Linked DNA regions of Mus musculus: all the other regions are linked to region 3. The links are chromatin contacts, called in public Hi-C and promoter capture Hi-C maps. All regions are on one chromosome and are shown on one strand. Each heading gives the region's core, a stretch centred on a gene start, on an enhancer-like site or on the middle of the called end of the contact. The rest is flanking DNA. Distances are from core to core; before and after follow the strand shown. Region 1 overlaps Gm34679 (a long non-coding RNA gene). Region 2 holds the start of Rtn4r (reticulon 4 receptor). Region 3 holds the start of Gp1bb (glycoprotein Ib, beta polypeptide).

Evidence for each region. Promoter capture Hi-C pulls out the DNA fragments that hold promoters and counts their contacts. Hi-C and Micro-C count contacts between places; a contact is called where the count stands out from the background.
Region 1: a Hi-C map of cerebral cortex shows a contact between it and region 3, with 5 times the contacts expected there. The contact joins the enhancer-like site here to the promoter of Gp1bb in region 3. A contact is called at or near these places in 2 of 39 promoter capture datasets (hematopoietic stem and progenitor cells and pre-B cells), 1 of 484 Hi-C or Micro-C datasets (cerebral cortex) and 2 of 9 other capture datasets (adipose tissue and liver).
Region 2: a promoter capture Hi-C map of embryonic stem cells shows a contact between it and region 3. The contact joins the promoter of Rtn4r here to the promoter of Gp1bb in region 3. A contact is called at or near these places in 6 of 39 promoter capture datasets (the C10 cell line, embryonic stem cells, hippocampal neurons and 2 more), 6 of 484 Hi-C or Micro-C datasets (B cells, cardiomyocytes, cerebral cortex and 1 more), 1 of 115 datasets of contacts at active chromatin or transcription factors (pancreatic cancer cells) and 2 of 9 other capture datasets (adipose tissue and embryonic stem cells).

What each region holds. Positions count from the first base shown.
Region 1 is chr16:18,171,917-18,175,211 of GRCm38.p6, forward strand. It overlaps Gm34679 (a long non-coding RNA gene), which reads left to right. Exons shown (of 4, transcript XR_875940.2): 3 at 836-1,026; 4 at 1,921-2,432. Among named protein-coding and RNA genes, the nearest start is that of Gm34679, 4.0 kb to the left of the region's middle. Within about 2 kb of position 1,390, at least 17 of the 459 cell types and tissues checked have an H3K27ac peak or open chromatin away from gene starts, as enhancers often do. A contact at or near this core is called in cerebral cortex, where this site is marked.
Region 2 is chr16:18,125,919-18,128,967 of GRCm38.p6, forward strand. Rtn4r (reticulon 4 receptor) reads left to right here and starts at 1,724. Exons shown (of 2, transcript NM_022982.3): 1 at 1,724-1,984. The coding sequence starts at 1,963. Gm52241 reads right to left here. Exons shown (of 2, transcript XM_030249377.1): 1 at 2,723-3,049; 2 at 1,696-2,289. The coding sequence starts at 2,746. The coding sequence ends at 1,696.
Region 3 is chr16:18,620,887-18,624,166 of GRCm38.p6, forward strand. It overlaps Gp1bb (glycoprotein Ib, beta polypeptide), which reads right to left and starts at 1,517. Exons shown (of 2, transcript NM_010327.2): 1 at 685-1,517; 2 at 1-446. The coding sequence starts at 694. It overlaps Septin5 (septin 5), which reads right to left. Exons shown (of 12, transcript NM_213614.2): 8 at 3,225-3,280; 9 at 2,435-2,531; 10 at 2,219-2,354; 11 at 2,029-2,131; 12 at 925-1,910. The coding sequence ends at 1,854.

The DNA of each region.
Region 1 (3,295 bases), core at 140-2,639, 450 kb before region 3:
TGGGAGGTCCTGTTATGCTTGTCTCTATCTCTGCCCTGCCCCTTCACACTCCTCTTGTGAATGAAGAGATGAGCTCCTGTCACCTAGGCCCACGTGGGAAAGGAAAAGCTGTCAGTTCCTTGATCCCTGTCATGTCTCTTGTTCACCTCATCCTGCTAGGGCTCTCTGGGGAAAAAAATATCCTTCTAGCGGAGAAGGGTCAGGTGAGTGAGGAGGGGGTCCATCGGAAGCAGAAGCCTTACACAGGAACAGAGGCTGCCATCGTGAGGAGCCTGGGCACCCTACCACAGCTGGGCTCAGGGAGAACAGGGGCAGGGAGAAACCAAGACAGAGAGGGAACATGCATCAGGTCTATAGGGGCTCTGAGAAGATGTAACATGTGCCAAATTCCTGCCATCCTGGTTCCATGAGAGGGTACCACAGCCCATCCAAGGCTCCCAGCCTCCTCTGTTCCTTATTATGTGTCAGAGTCCACAGGTCATGCTGTGGCCACGTCTATACTGTCCTAACCAGAAAAGATCTTTTGCCATTCACACAGAGTCTGGGCCCCAGGGATAGGTCATGGGAAACTGTTAGGGCTCAAATCATATGATTTTCCACAGCTGAGCCCATAGCCCATGCCTACCTTCGACACTATGTGCCTCAGTTTACCCTCTCTTCCTCTTAGAGCCTGTGAGCAAATGGACAAGAGATGATCTAATCTAGAATTTGCTCCATTTTCCTGGGGCTGGGGGCACCCTTCCCATAAAGCTGTCACTGTAGCGTTGCCATCCCCAACAGCAGTGCGCCCCCTGGTGGAGATGTGATAAGCCAAACAACATCCTGTTTCTTCAAGGTGTTTGATGCGAAGTCAAACTGAGTCTCATTCAGTCTTGCTGCCCAAGCGTTCCTGTTGTGTTCTCTATGGATTGCTGTGCGTGTTCCTGCTGTCCTTCCTGTTTGTTCTCCTGAGATTTGGGGGCAGAGCTGCACGAGTGCTGGTTTGTGAACGTATTGGACGTCAAGCTCATGGGCCTGAGCTGCACTGTAAGATACACACTCCTTTCCACTGTTAGACTATACAAGGAGGAATGCTGGGCTTCAGACCTATCTGGGCTAAGGCCTAGCCTGGATGCCCCAGTGCACATAGTTTAAGTCCCTCAGACAAAAGCCCTGTCCTGTAGTTGTTACAGACCCAGCTGGGCACAAAGGTGCTGCTTGGATCTGGGATGGGCTATTAGGAGACTCTGACAGAAGTTCTGATTCCCCTGGAGACCCTGCCCTTGCCCATCCCAGACTAGAGGTGGCTCTCTGAGTGACAGCAATTAGTGCCAAGGCTGGCAATGAGGAGCCTGCACACACCCCCAAAGCACCTGACATTGCACAGCTCTGGGGGCTGGGGGAGGGCGCTGTGCTCTGGCTGTGGCTAAGGCGCCTGGAATCATCTTCTTTTTGCTGTAAAAATGGAAACATCCCCTATGTGAGACACAAGCTGGCGAGGAGAACGCCACTGTGAAATCACACCCACAGCAGGGCGGGAGGTGGCTGGGGTGCTGGGCCTGCCAGGAAAGGAGGGCCTTGCGCACAAGGCGGGGAGGGGTGCAGGGGCGAGGTGCAGTCCCTCAGCCAGACAACCCCACTAGAACATGGGCCAAGCCCTCCCTGCCTTGATCCCCTCTTTTCCCAAAACAGCAACAGAGCTGGCTACATCCGGCTTCCCACTCCCACCCAGAGATGCTGGAATAGCTGTAAGGGGGGTGGATTGGGGTGCAGTGCCGGGGGCTGTCTAAGTCGAAGAGAGACAACAGTTCTCCTCAATGGAAAGGCATCAGGGGCATGGCTAGGTGGGCCCAGACTTTTGCTGTCAGGAAGGGTAAGATGTTTCTCTAGAAGTTACAATCCTCCCCACCCTCTATCGCCCCCACCCTTACATTCTTTCAGGCTGCCATGGGAGATGCCTCAGTACCAAATATCCAAGCCTCATGCACACAGGATCCCGATGTGTCATCCACTTCTCCCAACAATCAAACTAGCTCGGGACTGCCCATCCCCGCTGGAGATCAAACTTGCCCTGTTTTCCTGGCTGGGGCCCTCCTCCTAGGCACTGCTCAGCCGCAGCTCGGCACATTGGATCTGAAATCTTCATGGAACTGCAAACAGCCCTGCACACCCACGGGTGTGAGGAACACGTGCCGTGCATGTGAAACACCAGCATCCTGTGAGCTGTTCTCACCTCCAGGCTTACAAGGACACAGCACAGAGCCCACGTGCTGTGGCTACAGTGGACACCGACCAGCAGAGAGGTCAGGGCCTGCAGAAGATTATGGTTGCAAATTCTGTGGGGTGCATTTCATAAGCAACATGTAATTTTCACTCCGGTTACTGACTCAGTAAAGTTGCAGGCTACCATAAAGTATCTTGTCCTCTACCCCCAGAGCTCCAGTCTAGTCCCTGAGCTAGGAATGACCTTTCCAGAATGTCCAAGATTCCAGTCTGAGGACCTTGCCTGACTGCCCTGGATAGAGGTATATATAAAGAGGCCATGAATTTGAGAAAGAAGGTGGAATATATGGGGAAGCAGAAGCGAGGAAAGGGAGGGGGAAATGATGTAATTATATCATAATTTAAAAAAATAAAAAACTGCCCCGGGTTCAGCAAGCATTCCCAGGCCAACTGCACAGAGCCAACGGTAGAGCTTCTTCGCTGCTAAGCCCACACACCTTCACAAATGTGCACATTCAAATATCTGCACACACACATAACACTCAGATACATGTCCCCACATGTGCACAAGCACTCAACATATGCTCATGCAGTTGCGTGATCATATACACTTGTGTGTCCATCAAAGTATGTATCTCCTAACACACTCTCACAGATACACCTGTAATTTCACCCTGGTACACTCACGATACACGGACTGCCCACTCACATGCTCTCCTGGTTACTCACATTCACTCATAAGACCACTCATATGCTTTCACATGACTACCCCACCTTCTCACACACCCACATATGTACCAGCACTAACAGTCACACATACGCATACTCACAATTCTCGCACTCACGCGTACTTGCACATTCTGTTTTCTCATTTGCACAGATCCCTCGCTGACATTCAGAGGCCATGCCCTTGCCTGTTGCTGCTGCCAAACGCCTCCTCCTACAAGGTCAGGCCACTGCTCTGGACCCTTCCCTGCACCCTATGATACAAACCTGCTTTACTATCTAAAGGACCCTTGAGCTGATCCAAGAACAGGAGGAAGATAGCTGACCAGTGTTCTGCTCTGCTGCCTAGTTACCCAATGCTGCAGCG
Region 2 (3,049 bases), core at 474-2,973, 490 kb before region 3:
TTATCTTTTCTCGCAGTCTAAGTCTCTTTCAGCCCCAGCCTGCCTTCCAGAAATACCCAGTTCATGTAAGCCGCGGGAAAACACCAGGGTATCCAGGAGCTCTCTTTCCAGAGTATCCAGTATCTTTGAGCTGGAGAGAATTGTGGCACCAGGAACCTCCATGGTAGCAATGGCTCTCCTTTCCTTCCCACACCTAAACTATGCCCCAGCAATGGGAGAAGGGGTCATAGTCATTACCTCTCTAACGGGCAGCCTGGCCATCGTTAAAAATAGTCGATGGGGGAAGTGCCCTCTCTAAGCCACTGAGCAAAGATGGTAGCCCAGGACTCTAGCCTGGTCTTCAGATTTTCAGCCATGTCCCACGACATGAGGTGGTTGGAGCCACACCAGCCACTGGTGTGGGCACTGCTGGATTCGAGGACACTGGGAGAAAGGTGTTGGTCTAGGCTATAGGCCATGGCCTTCTGCTGGCTCTTTGAAGTTGGCTTTGGGTTATTCATCTGTCACTGGGTGGCCAGCCTCCCATGTGGTGGGGAGTGGAAATGAGAACTTACTGAGTCACATAGGGGTCAATCTGGTGGCACTTGGTGACCAGTATCCAATGAAGAAGTGGCCGTGAGTGCCTGCCCTGCCTTAACCTCATCTCACACATTTCAGTGACCTGAAAAATCCAAGTCAAATGAACAAGGACAACTGGGACAAAGCACACAGAGGTGTGGTTGGGGACACAGCCAGGGCAGGACCGAGCAGTGTAGCTTCCATATATGGCCAGAAAGCCATTCCATTGCAGGCTCTTCAGCGCTCTCCACCCCTGAAGCTTATGCCATACTGGGTGTTCTCTTTCTCTACTGAGACAGGCGGACCATGGGCCCTATCCAGCTCTCTGGCTAGATAATGTGCAGGACAGATACAGACAACGACCTGGCAGCCAGCCGAAGCACCTCTACCACCACCCCACCCCAGAATGCACCTAAGAACTCCAGATAGAGCACCCAAGCAGGAATGGGAGATGGGACATGTTGGGGGGGGGGGTTGCCATTAGGAACATTGGCCTTATATTGATCTGGCTTGGTGGAGGGTGGGTCCAGAGGATTCTTCGGACTTTGTAATCTCCATTGCAAAGGGGAAATGATAGGAGCTTGTGCAGAGGCAGGTGCAGACAAAGCCTGAGTGTCCTTCCTGGGACAGGGAACTACAAAGCTGGAGAGAGCACTACTGCGCTATTACACCTTGCCTCTCAGTTTTCTTACCCAGTCGCCTAGGACAGTTTCGAGCAAAGGGCTTTAAGGGGCAAGCGGAGGCGGGCCATGCAAAGGCCTGCTGCATCTGTCCGATGCCCAGGACTCCCTTCGGGACTCAGCCTGTGCCGCCACGCCCTCGAGCCCGCGCCCACGGCCGGTTCCGGGACGCGGTGCCCGCGGCCGCCTGCAGGGGCCGCCGCCTCTTCAGGAATGCGCCGCCTTTGTCTGGGACCGCGCGTGGCCCGTGCACCGGGTGGCTGAGCGCGTCCTGCCACTTGCACCGCGCTCCGGACACCCTCGCCTCCCCTCCCGTCGCCCGCCCGCTTGCCCTACACCCCGTACCCACCGGTCCGCCCCAGCGCGGCGCGCCCAGGTGAGCGCCCCGCCCGGCGCCAGGCCCCGCCCCGGCCCCGCCCCGCCCGGACCGGCGGGGAGACCGGGCGGATTCCGCGCGTCAAACCACATGATCCCATAAAACATTCATCCTCTCCTGGCCCGCGCTGCGAGCGCCCCGCCAGTCCGCGCCGCCGCCCTCACCCTGTGCGCCCGCAGCCCGCGAGCCCAGCCCGGCCCGGTAGAGCGGAGCGCCGGAGCCTCGTCCCGCGGCCGGGCCGGGACCGGGCCGGAGCAGCGGCGCCTGGATGCGGACCCGGCCGCGCGCAGACGGGCGCCCGCCCCGAAGCCGCTTCCAGTGCCCGACGCGCCCCGCTCGACCCCGAAGATGAAGAGGGCGTCCTCCGGAGGTGAGTGTCAGCGCCGCTCCGGAGACAGGCTGCAGCGGGGCGGGGCGGGGGGGACGCAGGGCATGGCTCACGCTGCCAGAGATGGAGCCGGGTCGCCGGTCGCTCCCGAGGGCCACCGCAGTGCCACGCCGCGCGCTGGCCGCTAGCAACTGGGCCCTGGGAGGGCGGAGCCCGCGGCAGCCGCAAAAGTTGCGGCTTTGCGGGAAAGTTGACAGCGACGGCGGGGCCAGGGATGGAGGGTACGAGGTTCCAGATGTTGGACCAGGGCCGGGTGGAGACTGAGGGCTGGAAGGGCGGGGTCCCACCTGAGAGCGCAAAGGCGGCGAATGGGTTAATGAGCGGGTTTGCAGAAACGTGGGCACCGGACCGAGATGGGGTCTGCCCAGCGAACCCTGCTCAGAAGCTGTTTCTTTGGGGTCAAACGGAGTAGGGATGAATACGGGTGTCAGCAGCAGCAGAGGGCGTGGGGGACAGGGCGATCCCAGAGCTATCTCTGGAGCAGGTAGAGAGGAGAACACACACACACACACACACACACACACACACACACGCAAGGCAATGTCTCCTCCTCGGAGATCGGGAGAGCTCCTGAGAGTGAGCGGCTCCATTGAGGGGCGTTGGTGCTCGAAACACCCCCTCCTTGGCAGCCCTGTGGGATTCCCTCCTCCCATCCGGTTGCAAAGCCCCCACAGTAGGGGCAAGGGAGGATGGGCTTCATGCAGGTTGGACATGCCTTACCTGGAGAATCTGGGGTGAACACATTGCCTTCCCCAGGTGCCCACCCTATCTACCCTGCTGATGTCCATGGTGCCGCAGGCTGCACACACGTTTCTTTGCACGTGTCTACATGGGCTACATACAGCCTTGCACACCTCCAGTGCACATGCATACCAAATCTGCCCTAGTGTGCACATGCACATAAATGCTATAAGCACATCCCTGTACTCGGGTGCATAGCTCTGTCCTCACTCCTGCCTACACACCTATGACCATACATGCATTTATGCAGCCTGCCTGCTGCGATCTTCATGCTTAGCACATGGTGGGGCCCCTTAACAAGACCCA
Region 3 (3,280 bases), core at 267-2,766:
CACCAGTGCTCCCCAGCAGAGTAGACCGGGTGCGCACGCGGCCCGCAGCTCATCCTCCGCCACGTAGGGCAGCAAGCGGCCGCGCAGCGCTGGGGGCGCGACACAGCGCAGGTCGCGGTAGGGCGCGCGCTCCGGGCGGCCGGCCAGCCAGGCGCGCAGCGGCAATAGGCGGCAGTCGCAGCGCCAGGGGTTGGCGCCCAGGTGTGCTGCGCGCAGAGCAGGCAACGCGTCCAGAAGCCCGGGCGGCAGCGCCGTCAGGTTGTTGCCGGTCAGCACCAATTCGGTGGTGTCGGGAGGGAAGGCAGCCGGCAGCGACGCCCAGGTCAGCCCGCGGCGCCCACAGTCCACGAGCGTCCCTGCGCAGCTGCATGGCGCGGGGCAGCCAGAGGCTGGGCGGCTGAGCAGCGCTAGCAACAGAAGCAGCAGGCTCAGCGCCCCACGGGGCCCTGAAAGAGAAGCACTAGGATGAGGCGGGAGCATCCTTGGGACCGTCGGCGCTGCTCCCGCCAGCTCCTAGGACCAGCATCCCACGAGTCCGCAGGTCCCTCCACCCCGGCCACTCTGGGCGCTGGCTCGAGTTTCCATCCACCTCTGATCCAAGACTTTGCCTATTGATGCCCAAACTAGAACACCTCCTGACCGTGGCTCTTCCTAGAAAGCTGCAGACCCGACCCCAGAACTCACGGGAGCCCATGGCGAGAGGATGGTGGCCTACTTCGTTCTGGAGAGGCGTTGGCCCGAGAGCCTGCCTGAGTCTACAGCAACAGACCACAATTCTGCCGCCTGGCCAGAAATAACTCCGAGCCGGCGCGCAAGGGCGTTGCGAAGGCAGATAGGGTACTATCGCCTGGGGCCGCAGGCAGCCCGGGCTTCCGTCCCCCCGCCCGCTCCCAGGGGCTCATGGAACACTCGGACACTCGGTGCGACGTTCACCAACTTTGTTCTCCTGTCACCAGGACAGGACGCGGCATTCACAACTGAACAAAACGGAGCATGGGGTGTGTGGGGAGGAATCATGCGGGTGGAGATATGGAGGAGGCCAAGGGCTGGAATCCTTGTGCAACAGAGTTGCTGGGAAGAAAAGACCTTGACCTATGGGTGGACGAAAGTAGTCTAGGCATAGGGACACCCCGTCTCTACCGCCCTTGGAGTCCTTCAGGTAGACTCAGGAAGGGGCGCGAGCGGTCTAGAGCATCGCGGCCCCGCCTTCCTCCCAGAAGCCTCTAGATCTGGGGTCTTCCTAAAGGCCTTAGCCTCCAAACCCCGCCGCCTCCGATCCTGAACAGAGCATGATTAGGGAGTAAGGGAGGAACCGGCCTACTTCCGCGCTCAGTAGGCCATTAGCAAATGCTTCGTAGCCCACTGGAATCGGCAGAGGGGGGCCTCCCAACTCCACTCTGCAGCACTAGCTTGGGTAATAGGCCCAAGATCCTGCATCCACGTCCCTCCTCTACCCTGGTTTATTGGCCCGCTGGGGGGCAGTGATCTTCTAGGAAGGGAGATCTTGGAGGTTGTGCACATCTTGTTCCCTTATGATAGGCGGGGAGGTGCGGGGTGGGGCGGGGGCAGGAGGTTGGGGAGGGGCTGTGATTCAGAGCACTCGGAAGCAGATACAAATGACCGGGAAGGGTGGACGCCGAGAATAAATTAGGGTCATCTGGGGGCTGTGGCTCTGTGGCTCCAGGTCTGAACAGTCTGGTCAAAGCCACTTTGGATTAGGGTGAGGTCCAGGCCTTCTGAGATCCAGATGAACCCAGGGTGGAATCCAGGACAGTCTGGGATCCAGGGGTAGGAGGGGCCAGCCCGGAAACCGGCCGTCTATCCTTGTCGACGACGTGGGGCTGGGGCGGGTGTCACTGGTCTTGCATTTGCTGCTTCATCTTCTGCAACATCTCCTGCATGCGCCTTAGCTGGTGGTGGGGGCGACCCAAGTCAGAGTGAGAAAAGGCAGGAGAGCTGTAGCTCTGCCCTCTGCTTCTCCTCCCTACCCTGTTCACAATCTCGGCCCTACTCCTGATATCCACCCACCTCTTCATCCTTCATCCTGATGAGCTTCTCGGTCTCCGCATCCGGTGTGGGTAGTGGGAGGATAGGAATGGGGCTCTCCATGCGGCTGTCCTGGGTGAGTTTGCTGTGGAATGAGAGGGCTGTGCTTGTTGGGAGGTTCGGGTTAGGAGGGTGGGAGCCGCCTGGCCTGCTACTGGTGCGGGTGGCCCACCTGGTCATCTGCTGGATGCAGTGGGCACGGTAGTTCTCATAGTGCACGTCGCACGTCACATCTTTGAGGTCGTGCATGTGAGTGCGGATGAGCATGTTGCGGAGCTTCACAAAGTCGCAGTGCGCCTGATTCTCCACTGTGGGCAGGATCGACGATGAGTCGGTGTCAGTCTAGGGGAGCCACCCACCCCTCACCCAGCCTCCTGCCTCATCTCACCTTCGACGATCCCCCAGGGGTACAGTCGCCCCCGGACCCGCTGCCCCTTGGCCTCCACCACAGTGTTGCTGCCAATAACGGCGAAGGGTGCACTTTCCTGGGGAAGGGGAGCAAGGACCCAGCCCAGCCTAGTCTGTAAGAGCAGCTGGCTCAGAGGCCATTCCAGCACTGCCATCATCCCCCTCCCATGGCATGGTCCCTCTGTGGGTGTCTTTGCTACCCACAAAAGCCACAAAGCCTGTGGGGCTAAAGGCCTTGGGGTTTCTGCCACAACGCCAGGCACTTCTCTGGCACTGGATGCTTCCAGGAGCTTCCTCCACGGTTCAAGTCAAAGCCAAGACCATGCTTACTGGTAGATGGCGCTGCCATCTGCTTCTGGCCCAAAGGCCCTAGTTCCTGGCTTAGCTCTCTGTCACAACCTCTCTGGCCTCTGGGGTATTCAAAGCCACCACCCTCTGGAGCTCTCTATCTCGGATACTAGAACTTGCCACATCTCTGGGCCACTGGGCTGATTCTTGGAAAGCAGGTGAGAATGGTACCCATAAGTGCTCAAGTAAACACCCAGGGGAGGGTCACATGACCCGCCACAGACCAGACAGGGGTACCAGGGATTTCCTTATCCTGTAACCCTTGAGACTGAGCACAGACCCTCTTTTCGGTGAGCAAATGACCCCTGCTCTCATCATGTTGCACCTCCTGGGTGCTCAGCCCCCACCCCCGGGGTTTGCGTGGCCTCCAATACTCTGCCCCAGCTACCTCCTTGCCCCGCCCCTCCTGGTTACATGCTCACCTTCAGTTCCCGGTCCTGTTGCTTGAAGTCTTCATCTTCATCCGAATCACATTCTG